Linked DNA regions of Zea mays: region 2 is linked to region 1. The links are chromatin contacts, called in public Hi-C maps. All regions are on one chromosome and are shown on one strand. Each heading gives the region's core, a stretch centred on a gene start, on an enhancer-like site or on the middle of the called end of the contact. The rest is flanking DNA. Distances are from core to core; before and after follow the strand shown.

Region 1 (3,335 bases), core at 626-3,125:
ATGGGATTGATTGTACTATCACATGTGGCTGCAATAAAAATAACAATAATAACAAATAAATACTCCATTCCGAACTATAAGACGTTTTGGCATTTCTAGATACACTGTATATAGATATAATGTATATCTAAGTGTATAGTAAAAGCTATGTATCTAGAAAAGCCAAAATGTCTTATAATTTGGATTGGACTAACTCTTCTCTATCTCTACTACTATAAAGCATCAGTTTCCACCGTTTCCACTATCGTCGTGCGTCACCCCTTCCCTTCCGTTCACCTCCCCTTGCTCCCCCACATTTAAATGGTAAAAAAACTAAAACTATACACAACCCTCTGCTCCTCCACATTTAAACAGTAAAAAAGTTAAAATTATGCACAAATGGAGATTCGAACCATGGTTGTTGGCTTCAAACCTACATTCACATCCACCTAACTAACAAAATGCACATGTATTTGTGTTTTATACTTTATACTCAAGCATAAATGAAAATCATAGCAAAGTACGAACACCTAACTAGTAATAGATATAAATAGTAACACAATAAGACATAACAAATAGAAATTTGTTGTGTCCCAACCTGTCCAGGTGAATAGCCAAAGTAGGTATCCGCATAATTGGTTCCTGTACCCGTACAAGCTTGTGTGCATAAGAGACCACGCCATCCTTCTTCTCCCGTATAATCACTCTACCAGCTACAGTAAGATCACGGTCAAACCATGTGTACCACAACCCACCACCATACGTTTGAACCCCAACCTCAAGGTAACCTCCTTTGGTTACCTGCAAAAAAAGCAAGATACTTTCAGTAACTTATAAAAATGTGTAGCAGCATCTACCACCTAAAACTCAATAACAGCTTCTGTTCCTGATTAAAGACAAATCATTTGTTACACAGAGTCACAGACACCTGCTATCATATACAAAATTGAAATATAAGACACAATGTACTACGAAATCAGTGAGCAAGAGTTGAGGCTTGATACCTTGGAGACAGGCTTGAGCTTCAGGCAAGGGCTGTCAGTGTGTGCACCGATGATGTGGAACCCATTGCCAGCAACGTATCTGTGAAACATTAACACATAAGCTAGCCAATTAATCCACAATTCCACATAGCAAAGAACTCGGAGGAATATGCACAGGATATTTTTTTAAAACTGCTGTAGAGAAGAGGAATTTAAGGCTGGTGAGAATAAGGAGGACGGCAAGCGGATCTAGCTCACTCACTTTGCGCCGATGGCAAAAGCGACAATAGTGGAGTGGTTGCGTGTGAAGAAGTACTTGCGCCCGGGCTCGAGACCCGCCCACTCCTCCCGCTCCGACAGCTGCACGAACCCCGCCGCCTTCAGCCGCCGCTTCGCCTCGTCTTCTCCCGATGGAAGCAACAGCCCAACGGAGTCAGCTCAGATCTATCCGCGAGGAAAAAAACGGAAAGGGGAGCAGATGAAGTGTACCAACGGCGTGAAAGGCGGTGGGCGACGCGTTGAGGAAGTCGACGAGGTCGGAGACGACGGGGGCGACGGTTGCCATGGGCGGTGGCGACGGTGCCGATCCGGCGGGCGAACAGCGAACTAATACAGATGGAAGTGCGGTCGTGTTGAGAAATTTCCAAACTAAGGGACGATCTCGTCTCGCCCTATCTCACCTGTTGATTTGAAGGCAAGGAGAGAAAGGTTCCACAGAAGAAAAAAAAACGTGCTCACCTTCCGACCTTCCTCGCGATGGCAACACCGCGTTCCCCGAGCCCCGCGGCGACGTCCTGGACTCGGCGTCTGCTCTTCTTCGGCGGTGTCGGGCGGCGACCGGCGGCGCAGCGGAGGAGCTGGAGGAGCAGTAGACGAATTGGGCCAAGCGGATAGCGCTGCTAAACAGGCTCAAATCCAGCCTGAATCTACACCGGTTTGTTTTGTGATAATACGAATCCAATTCACCCTGATGCGCTCCAATATGCACAGGAAAAAGTTGGCAGTCATATTCAGCGTACAAATTCGTTTGCTCAACTAGAGTCTTTCTAAATTTTACTCTCTAAATTATCATTTTAAAAGTCTTTTATATTAAAATTACTTTTATAATTTTTCAGTCTCTATCAGCCTTTCTATTTGAAATAGCAATTTTATCCAAGTCTTTTACCTTTCCTTTGCGATTATCTCCAAATATGATACTATCATAATTTGAGCAATCTTCCTCACTCATTTGGGTGAATATTTTCATATCTCCGGTCATGTGTTGAGTGCATCCACTATCCAACACCCAATGATTCCCTCCCGCCTTGTAGTTCACCTACAAAAAGAAATCAATCTCTTTTAGGTACCCAAACTTGTTTGGGTCCTTGGATGTTAGTGACCAAGGTCTTTGGCACCCAAATAGCTTTCTTCTTATTGCCAACAATTGAAGTACCAACAAATTTAGCATGAACACCTTTTGCATTATGAGAAAGAACATAACAATGATCAAAATAAGTGGAGGATACATTCTTGAGCTTAGGACAATTCTTCTTGATATGTCCCTTGTGACACTTGTGACACACTTTGTCACATTCTTTCACAAACAATGTATTTTGCTTTATAAAAGCATTTTTTCCTTTCTTGGGAACATATCCAAGACCCTCATGGTTAAGTGAGCACCGTTGACTTCCCAATATGAAATCCAATTTAGCTTTTCCACCATATGTCTTCTCTAGATCATGAGTTAGAGCACTTACTCTATCTACTAACACTTCATTCTCAACAATGATTTGTGATTCATCAAGAGCAATATTATCATTCATAATAGAAATTTTGCATTTATCACAAATAGAGTTAGTAGGTAGTGGTTCACTTGTAGGACTATCAAGTAAGTCACAAGTGACTCCAACATCCTCGGTGACCACCACAACTTCATGCACAATAGATGAGTTTTGAGCTTCCGCAAGCTTCTCACAATTCTCTTTTAGATCGTTGTGAGAGGTCTTGAGCTCCTCAAAAGACACTTGGAGGTTTTTATACAATTCCTTCAAGGTCTTAAACTTTCCTTTTTCTTTGTGCATGTAGTCATCGGCCTCACCTAACATTCTAACAAGATCATCATATGAATAGCCATCATCATCAACATCATCATCATCATTCATATCATTTAAATCGATGATGATTTTTACCTTAGCGTCTCCCTTTGCCATGAGACAATGAGGGGATGAGAAAAGTGAAGGAGCTTCCTTGATGGCAATTCTGGCATTAAGCTTGGATGAGGTGTCATCATCATCATCATCATCTGAGCTATCATCCGAATCCTATTCAACTAGGTAGGCTTTGCCATCCTTCTTGTTGTAGAATTTCTTCTTCTTATCATCTCCATCTTTGCCC
Region 2 (3,335 bases), core at 620-3,119, 63 kb before region 1:
TCCTACTTATATAGGCCTATGGCCAACTGAAATCTCCTAACAAATAGGCTGATCTAATCAGCTTGAACCCCTATCTTAACAAACTATCATATAGCAGACTTATCCCTTCAAGCGGCCTAGGACTCGTCATCCTTATCCCTACTCTTGTATGTCTGCCCGACCATAACACCCTTAAGTCTAAACCCTAATCATGATTGTCAAATGTTTACTGTAGCATCACATGAGCGAATCATGGACTAATTAAGTTTAATAGGTCTGTCTTGTCATTTAGTTCCATCTGTGTAATTAGTTGTCATTAGATTAGATTAATACTCTAACTAGCATTCAAACATTCGATGTGACGGAGACAAATTTAGTGAGAGGAACTAAACATAGCCGTAGTGTGGACCGATTTAGTATTTTGCTGTGTAAGTTGTTTATAAGTTATGCACTCAGCACATGTGGCATAACTTTTCCAACCTGTTAGATAATGAATTAGAGTAATCGCATCTTGACAAGTATGGCTGGATGCTGGGTGAATATTGACATACTGTTATGGTCTGAATCTGCTTGTGGATGCTATTATTTCTGCTTGGATGATGTACTGGTTAGTTTAAGCAATGGTGCACCCTGTTTGTCCCTCAAGGAAAACCATGTTCATATAAAATGCACATAGGTAAATGTTACAATTATTGCTATCTTTTTTTTTTGTGCAGCAAGAAAAGAAAACTGCATTACGAAAACACTTATGCCTTGTATTCAACTATTAATAGCAAAAGTCTATGTGACTTTATCCAGGATATATTTATTCACTTCACTTATGATTTTAAATTCTTATCATACTATTTTCTCATAGTTGGCATTACTTAGTGTTCATCCTCTGTTGTGTATTTGTTCTTCTTTTTCACAAAGGTAACTGGAGAGCCATTGATTCAAAGGAGGGATGACACTGCCGAGGTTTTGAAGTCAAGGCTTGAAGCCTTCCACAAACAAACTGAGCCTGTATGTTTTTCTTTAAAAGAATTATTTTTCTGAACAAATATCTTATACCACTATATATGAATATATTAAAGTTATGTTAGTGTCTTACATTCTAAAACCTGGTTCTATTGTTTAAGAATAAATTTGGCTTGTCTTACATTTTTTCATTGATGATTTCTTTCCATTTAAATAATTTTATCATCAATAATCTCATAGTGCTGCATAAAGTTCAGCGATTTGGTAGGCCCTTTGTGAGGTGCATTTTTATGTCATTTATGGTTTTCATTGGTATATGTTTTTTGTGATCACGTAAGTCTTTTAGGCTATATCCACTTCTTATTCATAGTTCTGATTTATTTATGCCATAAGAGTCGCTTTGTATATTCTCTGTACTTATTAATGACATAAATTTTTTAGGTCAATATTATTCCTAATTTGAAAGCAATTGTCTTGTCCCAGGTGATTGATTATTACTCTAAGAAGGGCTTGGTGGTAAATCTGCCTGCGGAGAAACCACCAAAGGAAGTGACTGCTGAGGTGCTGAAAGCCCTCTCATGATGAAATGCCCCTTTTTCTGAGTTTATTCAGGTTAAGCATGATATGTACCGAAATCCCTTTGTCTGGGTTTCTTCACACCAGCATCATGCAGTTTCCTTTTTGTGCGATTACACCATTTTATCATAGCTTTGACAAGCTCGGTAACTGTCTGAATAATCTGTTTTGAATGAGAGAAGTTGTTTTTCAGTACCAATACTGAGATGATTACATCAATTCACGTTTGGGAAATTTTCCTTACTAAACTTGTTCCAGTTCTTACATCAATGCTATGTTACTGGCTATGGTAATAATCAATTAATCAGCAAAAACCCTGATATTCTGATCGCCCAGCACCTTCGTCTGTTGAGTGGTATTGATATGCCACGAGGTAAAAAAAGAACGCTTTTCATGGGCTGGGCTTGGACGGACGGACCAATGCACGACCCATGTGAAAAATAATTAATAAAATATTTAATCAATTAGATGTGCTGCTTTAAGATCCGTGCACTTTTTTTTTAAAAAAAAGAGTATTGGATCAGTTCGCCCTACTTATTTGTATTCGCTTGCCAAATTGTCCATGTTCTTAGAGCCCCTTTGACAGGGCTTCTTAGCACTAGCTTCACGTTTTTTCTCATAAGTCGTAGGAAATAGCTTTTACTAAAAAGCACTTCTCTCCCTTTATTGAATGCTGAAGCCAAAATAATTGGCTCGCCCTGCTTTGGCTCACGTTACTTTTGCAAATATCGCCTCCCACAAAATCAATCAAGATCTCAAACGTTATTCTCTTTCTTCTTTTTTTCTCTCGAGAAATTTACTATTTTGACACTCTCAGTTTTGACTTTCTGTTATTATATCATCATGTCTATAACGGATGAAACTATATGATTTATGTGTCTGATGATATATTGAGGAAACCCATAAATAATTTCTATATTACAAAGCCGGTTCAAACCGTGGCAGCTAAGGCTATCCATGTCATCGGAATTTCTCCTATACGCTTGATCACGAATCAATGTCTCACGTGTGTCCCCCTGCTACTTCTGCCTTTAGAAACTTCCAACAGACGCATCAAAGCTCTCCACGTAAATATCTTTTTTTTCTGGCATTTCGATCCCAAAACTGACGGCATCGCCGTCGCGGAGCGACCCGGTCTCCATTGTACATGACGCTTCCAGATGACTCCTCTGCTCTGCCTCAAACGACGTCGCGCCACCAGGTGCCCCCCTGGCGGCCTTCTCCCAGACCATGGGTGACGATGTCGTGGGGAGCTGCGCCATCACAAAGAGGCACGGCTCCACACTGCCAAGATCCTCAGCCCCCTTCCCCTGCTCCCCCGCAAATGATGTCGTGCCGTCAGGTGAGCCCGCCCTCCCTCCCCTCTCTCTCCCTGGCACACGGCCATGGCAACCTTCTCCCGGACCACGGGCGACGACGCCGTGGGGAACTGTGCCATCGCGAAGAGGCTTGCGCGGCCGAGCACCGCCAGCACGCTCCGCTCCTCCCTGCGCAGTGTGTTATCATCTATCGATGCCTAGATTTGGGAGGTTTCTGTGCGTGCACATCAAGATTCCAACTGACGCGTCTTGTTTTTTTCCTGGATTCTGCTGGGCAACTGACCGCGTTGGCTACAATTAGTAGTATCCGATCCCTTCTTTAGTATTATAATATAGAAATTTTGCAATATGACCATTGAGATGAACCAAAGGTTGGCGATTCTAAACACAGCCTGTGAAATTTTCTACATGTTGCTTGCTATAATTATTGTTTGCAAATTCACTTTCAGGATATATTCACAGAGTTGGTCGTACCGCACATGTTGAGGAAGGCAAATGAAGTGC

The links. A called contact is a pair of places that touch in the nucleus more often than the background predicts.
Region 2: a contact with region 1 is called in a Hi-C map of ear, with 1.7 times the contacts expected there. The contact joins the enhancer-like site here to the promoter of LOC100304311 in region 1. A contact is called at or near these places in 5 of 25 Hi-C or Micro-C datasets (bundle sheath, ear, endosperm and 1 more).

What each region holds. Positions count from the first base shown.
Region 1 is chr3:221,107,923-221,111,257 of Zm-B73-REFERENCE-NAM-5.0, reverse strand. It overlaps LOC100304311 (Zn-dependent exopeptidase superfamily protein), which reads right to left and starts at 1,875. Exons shown (of 12, transcript NM_001165753.1): 1 at 1,701-1,875; 2 at 1,456-1,568; 3 at 1,225-1,363; 4 at 984-1,084; 5 at 578-780. The coding sequence starts at 1,073.
Region 2 is chr3:221,170,550-221,173,884 of Zm-B73-REFERENCE-NAM-5.0, reverse strand. LOC100502254 reads left to right here. Exons shown (of 6, transcript NM_001366996.1): 5 at 892-981; 6 at 1,420-1,754. The coding sequence ends at 1,518. Among protein-coding and RNA genes, the nearest start is that of LOC100502254, 9.1 kb to the left of the region's middle. Within about 2 kb of position 1,869, at least 6 of the 20 cell types and tissues checked have an H3K27ac peak or open chromatin away from gene starts, as enhancers often do. A contact at or near this core is called in ear and endosperm, where this site is marked.